Regions from separate parts of the Sus scrofa genome. Here regions 1, 3 and 4 are each linked to region 2. The links are chromatin contacts, called in public Hi-C, HiChIP or PLAC-seq and promoter capture Hi-C maps. All regions are on one chromosome and are shown on one strand. Each heading gives the region's core, a stretch centred on a gene start, on an enhancer-like site or on the middle of the called end of the contact. The rest is flanking DNA. Distances are from core to core; before and after follow the strand shown. Region 1 has its middle 28 kb from the start of ABCB5. Region 2 holds the start of TWISTNB (TWIST neighbor). Region 3 holds the start of SP8 (transcription factor Sp8). Region 4 holds the start of ITGB8 (integrin subunit beta 8).

Region 1 (2,860 bases), core at 359-2,858, 810 kb before region 2:
GGCTTTCAAACATCGTCCTGAGGTTCAGCAGGCTTGGCCCGTGAGGCCCCTGCACGTTTTGTTCTGTCTGAAGCACCCCTCCATCCCTTTGTGCCTCTCACCCCTGAGTCTAGGTTAACGCATAACTTCTCCAACTTCAGCTCAGCTGTCTCTTCCTCACGGAAGTTTTCTCCATGTGTATGTCAGCTTTTTCATGACGCTTTCATAGCATCAGGTGCTTTTTCTTCATAGTCTTGTCAATTATACCCCATGGCCCTGCTATTAGAATGTAAATTCCTTGGTAACAGGATTCCTGTCTGCATTTGCTCTCCTTGTTTCTATTTTCATTACTATGGGAGACAGTGAAAACAATGATGCCCTGCTCTGAGTCTCTTAAGATCCTATGAGGGTGGGAGGTGAGATGATTAAGATGCTGAAAATTCAGGGCAAAATTCTTTTAGATTAGAGGGCTCTTATCCTTTTAGCGTCCTTCCATATTGCCTGAAAAAAAGCAACTTTACGTTTTAATAAGATGGTGTGAAATATTGAATCACTTGTACTCTGAGCCCAGTAGGGCATAGAAACCTCAGCATCTTTACAGTCTGTTAAAATTAAATGGCATGGGGCTGTGATTGTTGTACACAGTAAATGAGGTGACGTTAAATGTGTTCAAGCCATTTTGAAGACATTTCCACAAACATTAAGAACTTTCCAGAAATGACTTCAAAATCATTTAGGGATTCTTTGTCAAGACTAATTGATTATTGCCTAGAGAAATAGAGGCATCCATTGTAGTCTAGGCCATATAGCTTCAAATGGTCTTTAAATTGCAAGAATCAAATTCAAGCTTTTGGACACCATTTTTAGCTGAGTCTTTGTTGTAGACAGTTCATGAATGTATTCTTTGGATTTTGTGCACTGATGACAGGATTTCCCCGTGCCCAACTTATTGTGTGGGTAGTGAATGACTTAAATTCTTTTCTTAGCTTTATGCTGTTAGCTTGCCCTATGAGATATGAGTCAGTCAATGATCTCATGCAGCTAATAGTGTGATTAGATCAGGACTGACAGCATTGTTATGGGAGCCAGCTATCTGCATTGTATATTGTTCTTTCATGTTTAGAGCTGTGTCAAATTGTATATTTAAAAAATGACCAATCGTGTTTCCAGTTCCATATGCTCCTCCAAAACCTTGCCATGCCCTCTCAGCCCACAGACTGAGTTAAGGTCTCAGCCTGTTGCCATTATTAACTCAAAATATGCGTGAGCCTTCGTTGATTCTAGCTCCAGCCTTTAAGCTCTCTCAGATGAAGCCAGACAGAGCAGAAATAAGGAGTCCCCACAAAGCCCTGGCCAAATTGTGGGCTTGTAAGCAAAATAACTGCTGTTATAAGATACTAAGTTTTCATTTGGCTTGTTACACAGCAGTAGATAACAGGAAAAATAGGCCTAAATATAGAGCAAATAATTCTCTTTAAGTTTGCCTCTGTGCTTTTGTTGTTGTTGTTTTTTTTTTTCCCCCGGCCCTGAAATATCCTTTATTTTTCTTCCTCTCCCATTTCATTCACCTAACTTCCTGCTTAGCTGCCTTGAATCAACTCAGGTGTTAATCTCCTTAAGAAGTTTTCCATAACACTTAGTCAAATACCCTTCCTATGTGTGTAGACCTCAGTAACAATCCTAGCCACATGGGCTATCAGGATCCATTTAAGTGTTTGATGTCTGCAACCGGTGGTGCATTCATCTTTGAATTATTTGTCTTTGTACAGCTAATAGTTGTAGACTCAGGGACTAACATAGTGCCTGGCACTACTGTCTACCACCTGTGTGAACTTAGCCAAATTAATAAGCATATACAAGACTCCCTTTCCTTATCTATGAAAGGAGATAAAAGCTCCAACTCAGTGTTTTGTGAGGATTAGATGGTAAAGACATCTAAGGTGCTGACACATAGTAAATGATGCATAAATGTAGCTACAACAGTTTTTCTTTTTTCTTTTTCTTTTTTATATATTTACTTATTTTTCTTTTTAGGGATGCATCCGCAGCATATGGAGGTTCCCAGGCTAGGGGTCAAATTGGGGATACAGCTGCCGGCCTACGCCACAGTCATAGCAACACCAGATCTGAGCTGCGTCTGTGACCTATATTGCAGCTCACAGCAATGAGGATCCTTAACCCACTGAGCAAGGCCAGGGATTGAACCCGCAACCTCATGGTTCCTAGTTGGATCCATTTCTGCTACCCCACAATGGGAACTCCACTATAACAGTTTTTAGAGTAACCTTAAAATAGGAGAAATACCAGCATTCCAGAACACATATCTAGGTGTTATTATTTTGAGATCCATTAGTCAGAGTTCTGTACCACACTTTCCTGCCCCTCTACAGGGCAACTTGGAATATTCCCCACAATGTAATTTTCTTTATATACCACCCACAGAGGGAGGGTATGTATAGCTTTGAAAGGGAACATCAGTTGGATTGATGAATGGATTTTGAAACTTAGAACAGAGGTGAAATTCTTGGAAGCCAAGGGCAGATAAAGAGCTCTAAAGTTCAAGTGCTTGGCCTTGGATATCAGAATCCGAAGTACTAAATGTAATAAGGCACGGAGATTATGCTAAAATCACGAATGTATGATAAGAATTAATGAGAACCCAAATCTCACTCTGTATTCCCTCACTCCCACGCCCACCTCCCAAAGGAGAAGAGAATTCATGAGTCATATCCCAGGCTTCCAAGGTGTAGCAGGGGAGATTGGAAGCCTTTTAGAAGCCCCTCGGTTATCATGGGGCTGGAGTAGCAGAACAGCCCATGGCTGATGAAGAGCCTGAGTTAATAGCTCTGAGGATCTCCTCAGAGTTTTGTTGTATCCTAAG
Region 2 (2,707 bases), core at 129-2,628:
GCTGATTATGCAAGTGCACAATACACACTAAAGGGGAGGGAGGAGGCCTAAACTGGCAGAGAAAATTCTTATGTCTAAATTATTCTTGTCCTACCATGAAATATGAATTTTATTTTACCTTTTTTTTTTTCCTTTGGCATCATATAGGCGTTGCAGTGGTGAGCAAGATTGATAGCAAGTTCCCAACCTTAGTGAACTTGGAGGGAAAGAAGCCTGTGGGGAATGGGGGGTGGAGGAGGGTGAGGGCAATTAACATAAAATTAACAAAAAAATCAAGTACTTGATGGCAGTAATTTACACAGATGAGGACCTACTTAATCTTTACTTGGGGGGGTGGGGAGAAATAGGGTGGTAGTAAACTCTGTAGAAAAAGAGAATGTAAAATTTAATCTAATATTTGACACAGGAGTAGAACTATTCCCTGTGAGAGAAGCTACCCAATTCCCAGATAGAAGGAAGAGCTTAAGACTGAAGAGAGGAAGGGAACTGGAAAGAGGGGGAGAGGAATGTGGGAGGGGAAGAGGGTGGACTGAAAGTGGTCACTGAGCAGGGGATAGTGTAAAGTGGGGAGTGGTAAATGAAAATGCGATACAAATCATATTTTATGTATACCAAGACCTGGTAATTTAAAAGCCCTGTTAAGGAGTTTGTGTTATTCCTGAGGGAAATGGGGTCCTGTGTGGGGCAACCGGGCAAATCATGCAAATCGTGACACGTGTGTGAAAGCGTCCTCTTGACCTTAAAGCTCAACTTCCACAGGTATTTGTGCAGTTTTGGAATCGAGAACGAAGAGAAGTGTCTGAAGAGACTGACATTTCGGCTCTGGGCCCCACAAATCTTGCGCTGATTCGACGTTTGGACGTGCAACAGACACCCCTAGCATGAAGCCATTTGGAAAACTGTGGTACAATTTCCTGAGTTAGTGATTACGGAATGAAAGATGCGAGACTGGAAAGAGATGATGGGTTCGTTTTGAGAAGTGTTGCATTTGAGGCATCTGGGCTGCTTTTTAGGATTGGGTTCCCTGCAGAATATATATTCCATAAATATTTTGAAATTTATTATCCAAGCTTGTAAAACCTATCAAACCACCTTACTATTGGATATAATCAAAGTATGAACCACTATTAAATATACATTCTAAATCTAATGAAGACAGCGAAAATACGATTTGCGCGCCCTTGGGAGACGAGGGGGTAATGCTCAACCACAGGCTCCTAGGTCCCTAGTCGTACAATTGCGAAAGAGCGATCTCCCCCTGCTGGTCCTACCTGAGTACTGCAGTGCGAGGAGAGGAAATTTCCTAGGGGCGTGGTAGCTGGTGCATGACGTAGAAACCCGGCGTCCGGACATAGGCGGTTAATGACTGCGTCAGTAGGACGCGCGCCGTGGGAAGCCTGACGAGCCTCATGGCTGCGGGTTGCTCAGAGGCTTCACGGCCAAAGGCGGCCTCGGAAGGGCCGGGGGTGGGACCGGCCGGTGTCTTGCCTTGCCTAGAGCTGCCGACCTATGCGGCCGCTTGTGCGCTGGTGAGCAGCCGCTACTCCTGCCTCGTGGCGGGGCCGCACCGGAGACACATCGCATTGTCGCCGCGCTACCTTAACAGGAAACGCACCGGTATCCGAGAACAGCTGGATGCAGAACTCCTACGTTATTCCGAGAGGTACCAGTGTCTTTGACTTTTCTTTCGCCGAGCGGACACCATAACATAACATTGCCTACCCGCCTTCCTTGGGAGCATGGGAGAGGGCAGCGGGTGGACATATTACTGGCGGAGAAGGGGCAAATGGGAAAGTTAGCCCCGGTCGCCACTAGTTTACCCCCGAGGCATTCTGGAGTTGCACTCCACCTGGAGAGGCCTGTGCCTCCCTGGTCAAGATCTAAACAGGGGTTCGTTTCATAGGCAAGAAAGAAGACGTTAAGGTGACGTGAATTTTGGCAGCGGAAGGGGTGAAGAAGCTACTCCACAATTGGGTTGTAGGGGTAAGAATAGACCCAGGGGTCTGGATACCGGTTAGACTCAGTTCTTTATGTTTTCTCATTTGACAATTAAAGTTTGGAATGCGGCACTTCAAAAGATTCTCTCACTATTTGGAAAACTGTACAAGAAGCATTAGTATAGTCGTTTATTTGTAAACCTCCAGGTGTGGTTTTAGTTGTTTGTTTGGCCCTAGTATTTCCCCTGGGTTCTTTCCTCTTGTACCTTGGATCAGGGATGGGAGAAAAACTATTACTTTGTTTCTTTCTTAAGAGCCTGCTTATTGCTCTTGAAAATGAAAAAGCTCTCTTGTGCATTTAAAGTAAGCTATTAAAAAAAAAAGAAAGCTAGAAAACTCTCAGAATTAGAAGGGTCATGGGGAAGGAGCAGATACACCTTAATATTCTTCTAGACTCCTTGGCTCGAAAGCAAGGGTTCCAAAACTAGGGTGAGTGGATTTCCTATTGCCCTTCAGGAATTTAATGTAACCATGGAAATTGCAGGAGTTACCTGTGTCAGTTTTCTTGGGCAGAGTATCCATAGTTTTTACCGCCTTATCAAGGGATCCTGAACGCTACACACAGGTCTAGAATTTATAGCTCCCTTAAATACCAGCACACATTTATGTGTCTATTTTGTATTCTAGAGACTTGAAATAAAAACAAAGAAAAAACGCTGTTTCAAGGAGCTTTAAACTCTAGTGGAGGTATAAATGTAAGCCGGATAAAT
Region 3 (2,700 bases), core at 13-2,512, 980 kb before region 2:
CACAGGACACCTCTACACATGTGGTCCAAAATATGTCAAAAGCTTGTCCCTATTCTCAGATAAATAAAACTCAGATTTCATTCAAAATCCTGATTTTTTCTTTCTCAGAAAAAGGCAGTGGGATTTCCTGTGAAAACTTCTAAATTCCGTAAAACTCTCCTCAATTTCTCAACCCAAGAAAAAGCAATACTCACCCCCTTCTCTATCTGTCTTTTGTATTGAAATTTACTAAATCGCCACGGGACAAACACACCCCTCCCCCAGAGAGAGACTTCCAAAACCCAATCCCACCTCCGAGGGAATAAAAAAGCAACCGCGTTAAAGTAACAACTAGTTGACGCAGGCGCACACACGCCCTAACGCCGCGCTAAAACTACTCCTTGCCAAATTTCTACCCTTCGATCCTAGAGCCAGGAAAGGAGACGAAGGTATTAATAGGATTTTCTTTCAAAATGTAGTGACAGTGTTTAAGAAATGAATTTTTAAAAAAAACCACTCAAGATTTGAGCTACAAGAAATCCAAGGAAGTTGGCGACAGTGATAGCGTTTGTGAATATTTACTCAGCCTCACTCAACTTCGCAGTTTCACTCTTCACATCGCCATGTCTTTTATGTACGCACACTTTACCACACAGTGCCTCTTCTCCACCCCGGGCTGGCTGCACACACACCCATACAAGCACACACGGCCCCCTCTTCTCTCTCACACAAACACACACAGCCTTCTTCTCTCCCACGTCACGCGCACACACACTCATCCACCCTCCCTCCTCTTTCACACATACAAATTCACACTCACACTCCTTCCTTTCCCCCAACACCAAACACACTCAAGACACCACCACCCCCCTTTACACACCGTCCCTTTTCCTAGGTTTGTCACTCAGCTACACTACGCTCACACCCTTCCCCTCAACACTTTACTGATCTGTCCCTCTACCCCCTTTTGTCACACAGGCAGTTAAATTGTCACTCACAAACCCCTCTCCGTCTCCGCACTGTCCCTCCCCTCCCACACCCCACAGTCACAGTTACACTGCCAAACTCTCCTCCCCAAGGTCCTCCCCCACCACTCAGTCTGCATAGTCTTCTCAGCTTGGTTACACACTTACACATTTACACTGTTACACACACACACACACACCCGCTTTGTAACACAAACGCGGTCGCCCGCGCCCCACCCTCTACAGCTCCCCCCGCCCCCTGCGGCGGCCGGCGGCGGCGCCGATGACCTCACGGCGCGCGCGCGGCGCGGCCCGGCGAGGCCGCAGATTGGCTGGCCGCGCCTCCGCGGCACTTCAAAGCCGGAGAGGGAGCTACAATTGTGGTGGAATGGGCGGAACTGATCATTGTATTGCACACCTCTAAAAAAAACACTGCCTCTGATTTATCAATATAAAAAAGATCCTCTGAGAGGAGGAGGGCACTTTTGTGTGATGGCAACTTCACTTCTAGGGGTGAGTCTCAGGATTTTCTCTTGCTGGTTTAATTAGTTTCCTTTTATTGCCTATCGGAGGGGGTTAAAGTCGCCCCGGCCAGGCCACGGGCTATCAGTCTCTATTGAGAGCTTCCCCCCCACCTTTAAATACAAGTGAGTTTGGAGAAAAGGAAGAGGGGGAGAGGGGGGTAGAGTCACTTTTTTCGGCGCAGGGAAAGGTTCGAAGGGCATTTAGACAAGCCACCTCGCAGCGCCCGGCCGCTCCCCGCCCGGGAGACTTGCGCCCAGCCCATTTTACGTGCGACGATTTCGGGGGTAAAGAAAGCAAGTTTTTCCTCCTGGGCAAACTGCAGATTTCCCTCTCCCCCTTAAAAAATTCCGCAGCCCGCCTTGTCTTGCAGGTACGTTGAACCCGTCTCTCTCTTAACTATTCTAGACTCTTTTTTTTTTTTTTTTGGTTAAGAAAATCAGGAAGAGCGAGCCCTGTAGTCTTCTGTCTTTTGGCCTGGGAGAGACAACCCAGGATGGGTTTCTGGGGACCGGAACAGGATTTTCAAAGCTCTCTGTGGATTACAGGGGTAGCGCTCGTAAAAGCAATCTAGTGGTATTTCCCCAGGATTCTCCGCAAAGGAATCTTGTTTCCTCCCCAATCTGGACTTTTTGCTTGCTTGCTTGTTTCGAAGTGCCTGGGGTCTTGTGTCCTCGAGAGTGTTGTTTTAGGTGAGAATACTTGTCAAACTCTTCCTTAGCATGGCGCTTTGCTCCCGAATCAGACGCCAGCAACCAAACTTGTCCCCTTCCGTAGAGTAGGAAGCAGCCGGGCGCCGGGGCTGTTGGGGGAGCCAGGTGAGTTGGTGGCGGCGCGCCGCAGCGAGAAATGGGGTGCAGTGGGGCGTCTTGGAGGTTACCAGAGGCCTGATGCACATTTCCTCCCTCCCTCCCCTACCGGCCCTTTGCCCACCTCCCCTCCCCCATCCCTTCTCTTCTCTCAGGAAGAACCGAGGTTGGGATCGACTCCTCTGGCCATGCTTGCTGCTACCTGTAATAAGATCGGCAGCCCCAGCCCGTCTCCCTCCTCCCTCTCGGACAGCTCATCTTCCTTCGGCAAAGGCTTCCACCCCTGGAAACGTTCCTCGTCCTCTTCCTCTGGCAGCTGCAACGTGGTGGGCTCCAGTCTTTCAAGCTTCGGTGTGTCAGGAGCCTCCAGGAACGGCGGCTCGTCTTCGGCCGCGGCGGCGGCGGCGGCGGCAGCGGCGGCGGCC
Region 4 (2,854 bases), core at 31-2,530, 560 kb before region 2:
ACTTGATGGTTTTAATTAGCTTCAGGCAGAAACTTGATTTGTCAATTCAAAACTTAGGAGAACATTTTAGTCTGTGAAACAGTCACAACTCTCTTTTAACAGGAGAGGTCAGAGAAAAGGCTCTAATAGAATTTTAAGGGCTCAATGACCAAACACAGGTAAACATTTTCTAAAAAGTATAGTAACAATCACTGTACTGGCAGAAATATATATTTGGCCTATATTTAATGCTAATAAGAACCCATGCTAAATTCATAATTACTATTACTTACTGTATGTCTTAACTGCTTGCTAACCATCCAGTACTGCCACCTTAAATTTGCTCATAATTCAGAAGTGCCAAAACACCTTTTCATACACCATTTGACAAGCTTTTCTTTGTGATTTGTAAAATGAGGGTGATACAGTTTATAAAGAAGTATGCTCTCCAAATCAGGTAATTCTGACAAAAGTAGCTTGCCTGTACTGAAAGCTGTCAATCCTGGTCTAGGGTCTTGTCTTAGAGTTTTAGTCTCAGGGATGGATCTCACTGAGGGATCAATTAGCTAGGAATCTTTTTTTGAGCTGAAAAAAAAAAAACCGACTTAATGCAAGAATATTCCTCATATGTGTTTAATTCATTCAGGCTCCACTGTGGTAGAGGAAACTTGTATGCTGCCATCTTTTGCCATCTGCCATGCTTTTATGTCATGGACTCAAAAACAGAACCCTCAATCTCATTATACCAGTTTATCCTCAGCCTTGAATCCAATGCAAACTAGTGGTTAGTGGATCCACATGCTAGAAAGATGAGGAACATCTTCAAGGATGCTTTCAAGGAGGGAGGATGCCTTCAAAGATAGAGTGGAACCCCTAAATTAGCTTCTGTAAATACAACCCACCATCCTTCCAAACTTCCATTCTATTACTGCCTCCCTGAGCAACAATAGTATCTCCTCATTTAGTTATTGCTGTCATTCTAGGGCAGAAATGCTTGACACCTGGCCTCCCTCAGGCGGTCTGCAATGCAGGATGCTGCCACACTTCTGCACTTCTGAAGTTCTTAGGGCAGACAGAGGGTGTCACTGGCCCACATACCTGGCCAGGATACTTTTCATGACTGCCCAAGATCTTTGAGGAAGAGAGGAAAACAAAGGAAAACAAAACAACTTACCACTTTGGCCCAGTCCAAGAACAACTGAAAACACCCAGGCCGCCCGGAGGAATGGGGCAGGACATGGCCTGCAGTTTTGCAGGCAGACTAATGCGGCAGTAAAAAAAGCCAGGGCCGAGCGGCACATAATGCAAAGCAGCCCGCACCGCACCGCTCCCGCCGCCAGGCTGCTAACCGGATGCGCGATCGCGCCTCCGGGGCGCGAAGTGCCAAGTGTCGCTAGGACGTTTCCAGCAGGCCCAGCAGGCGGACCCAGCGGCTGGGAGAAAACGGTGCAGGTACGTCGGCCTGGGCACTGCTCGGCATCGCAGGGCCCCCACGGCCCTCCCAGCTTGGCACGGCGGGTCCCGCGATCTTAGGGAGAAGCACCTCCTTTGATGGCCAATGGCCCGGGGCGGCGTCGAAAGCAAAGGCTCTGCAGCCCGCTCTGGGACAAAGAAAAGAGCTTTTGTCTCTCTCTAGCCGACGGGGCTTCTGCTGCATAAATCAGCTTAGCGAAGAGCCAAACACAATCAAAGCCAAACAAAGCCCAAAGCTGGGGGGAAAAACCAGCCTAATGTACATTCACTGGGTGATGCTGCATCTGTGGGAGGGGACGCCAGCGAGGCCGAAAGGGAAAAAAAGACGATGGCGCATCAATCAGCTCGAGCTTCTTCCACAGGTGGGCAGGGAGGCCAACTTCATTTAGTAGCAGCTTTGCAGCCTCGTCAGCTGAGCAGCGGGCAAAGTAGTAGCGGCAGCGTTCTCGCTGGTGAGGGAGGAACTTGTGGTGGCAGCAGCTGCAGTTGGGGCGGCCCTGGAGCGCCCTAGAAGCCCTCGCCGGCACGGGTGGACACAGTGCGAAGCTTCGCAGCTCCCTGTTAGTCCGGGAATCGAGCACACGGCCCTGAGCGCCGGAGGGAAGGTTCGGCAGGGGTGCGGGAGCCTAGCTGCACCCGGCGGGACCTTCGTGCCCTCTTCCTTTTGGCCCCAGTGCGAGGCTCAGGCGTCCCGCAGTCCAGAGCCCGGACAGCTGGCTCGCTCTGGGGTGCACCCCGGGGAGGATGCGAAGGAGGCGAGCCTGGCGAAGGGTGGGGGAGGAGTGGTCCTGCCCTGGCCCGGGGCGGGCTGGGGGTTGCTCCTGAATTGCGGAGAACTAAGCGCTTTCGGGCCTCGAGTTGCTAGGAAACCGCCCCACGCTACAGAGCCTCTCGCTCCTGCCGCCCTCAGGCTCCGCCGAGGCTCCAGCAGCAGTAACAGCTCGGAGCAGCGTGGGCGGGACATTGGTGAGGCATGAAGTCACCGGGGCCCACACTCGCTCTTTGTTTTGCTCACTCCAGCTCTTTTTCTCCCGTTTGGCTCTGATAGCTGCCATTCCCATCGTTCACAAGAACTCCTGAAGCGTAGCCGCGCAACAGGAATCATACACCCTGTTCCCTTTAGCCCTCCTCCCCGAATCCCTGGACCCCAACACTCGCCTAGCAGGCGCGGAGACTCTCTCAGCGCTAGTGGCAGCTGAGCGCAATTTTTAGCCTCTGACCCCGACGCTACGCGCTCCTTTGTTGAGGGATCCTGCCTGGCAGCTGCCAAAGCCAGAGTGGATTCCAGGCGCCTCTCCCCGCCCCCAAAACCCTCTGTTCCGCTGGAGCGCACTGCCCACTTTGCTTGCAGAGTTAGGAGCTCACCCTTTGCCCTACCCCAAGACCGCCCGGCATCTGCCCA

What was found. Promoter capture Hi-C pulls out the DNA fragments that hold promoters and counts their contacts. A called contact is a pair of places that touch in the nucleus more often than the background predicts. HiChIP or PLAC-seq counts read pairs in DNA pulled down with a chosen protein or histone mark.
Region 1: a Hi-C map of epiblast stem cells shows a contact between it and region 2, with 1.8 times the contacts expected there. The contact joins the enhancer-like site here to the promoter of TWISTNB in region 2. A contact is called at or near these places in 2 of 5 promoter capture datasets (fetal skeletal muscle and liver), 24 of 47 Hi-C or Micro-C datasets (adipocytes, alveolar macrophages, blood and 16 more) and 2 of 2 datasets of contacts at active chromatin or transcription factors (alveolar macrophages and skeletal muscle).
Region 3: a promoter capture Hi-C map of liver shows a contact between it and region 2, with 3 times the contacts expected there. The contact joins the promoter of SP8 here to the promoter of TWISTNB in region 2. A contact is called at or near these places in 1 of 5 promoter capture datasets (liver), 1 of 47 Hi-C or Micro-C datasets (embryonic fibroblasts) and 2 of 2 datasets of contacts at active chromatin or transcription factors (alveolar macrophages and skeletal muscle).
Region 4: a contact with region 2 is called in an H3K27ac HiChIP or PLAC-seq map of skeletal muscle, with 4 times the contacts expected there. The contact joins the promoter of ITGB8 here to the promoter of TWISTNB in region 2. A contact is called at or near these places in 2 of 47 Hi-C or Micro-C datasets (both in embryonic fibroblasts) and 2 of 2 datasets of contacts at active chromatin or transcription factors (alveolar macrophages and skeletal muscle).

What each region holds. Positions count from the first base shown.
Region 1 is chr9:89,591,474-89,594,333 of Sscrofa11.1, reverse strand. No RefSeq gene overlaps it. Among named protein-coding and RNA genes, the nearest start is that of ABCB5, 28 kb to the left of the region's middle. Within about 2 kb of position 1,608, at least 5 of the 83 cell types and tissues checked have an H3K27ac peak or open chromatin away from gene starts, as enhancers often do. A contact at or near this core is called in epiblast stem cells, where this site is marked.
Region 2 is chr9:88,784,473-88,787,179 of Sscrofa11.1, reverse strand. It overlaps TWISTNB (TWIST neighbor), which reads left to right and starts at 1,378. Exons shown (of 4, transcript NM_001243956.1): 1 at 1,378-1,663. The coding sequence starts at 1,410.
Region 3 is chr9:89,765,990-89,768,689 of Sscrofa11.1, reverse strand. It overlaps SP8 (transcription factor Sp8), which reads left to right and starts at 1,262. Exons shown (of 3, transcript XM_003357469.3): 1 at 1,262-1,457; 2 at 2,431-2,700. The coding sequence starts at 1,437.
Region 4 is chr9:89,340,674-89,343,527 of Sscrofa11.1, reverse strand. It overlaps ITGB8 (integrin subunit beta 8), which reads right to left and starts at 1,280. Exons shown (of 14, transcript NM_001097424.1): 1 at 1,154-1,280. The coding sequence starts at 1,280. MACC1 (metastasis-associated in colon cancer protein 1) reads left to right here and starts at 1,347. Exons shown (of 9, transcript XM_021063417.1): 1 at 1,347-1,431.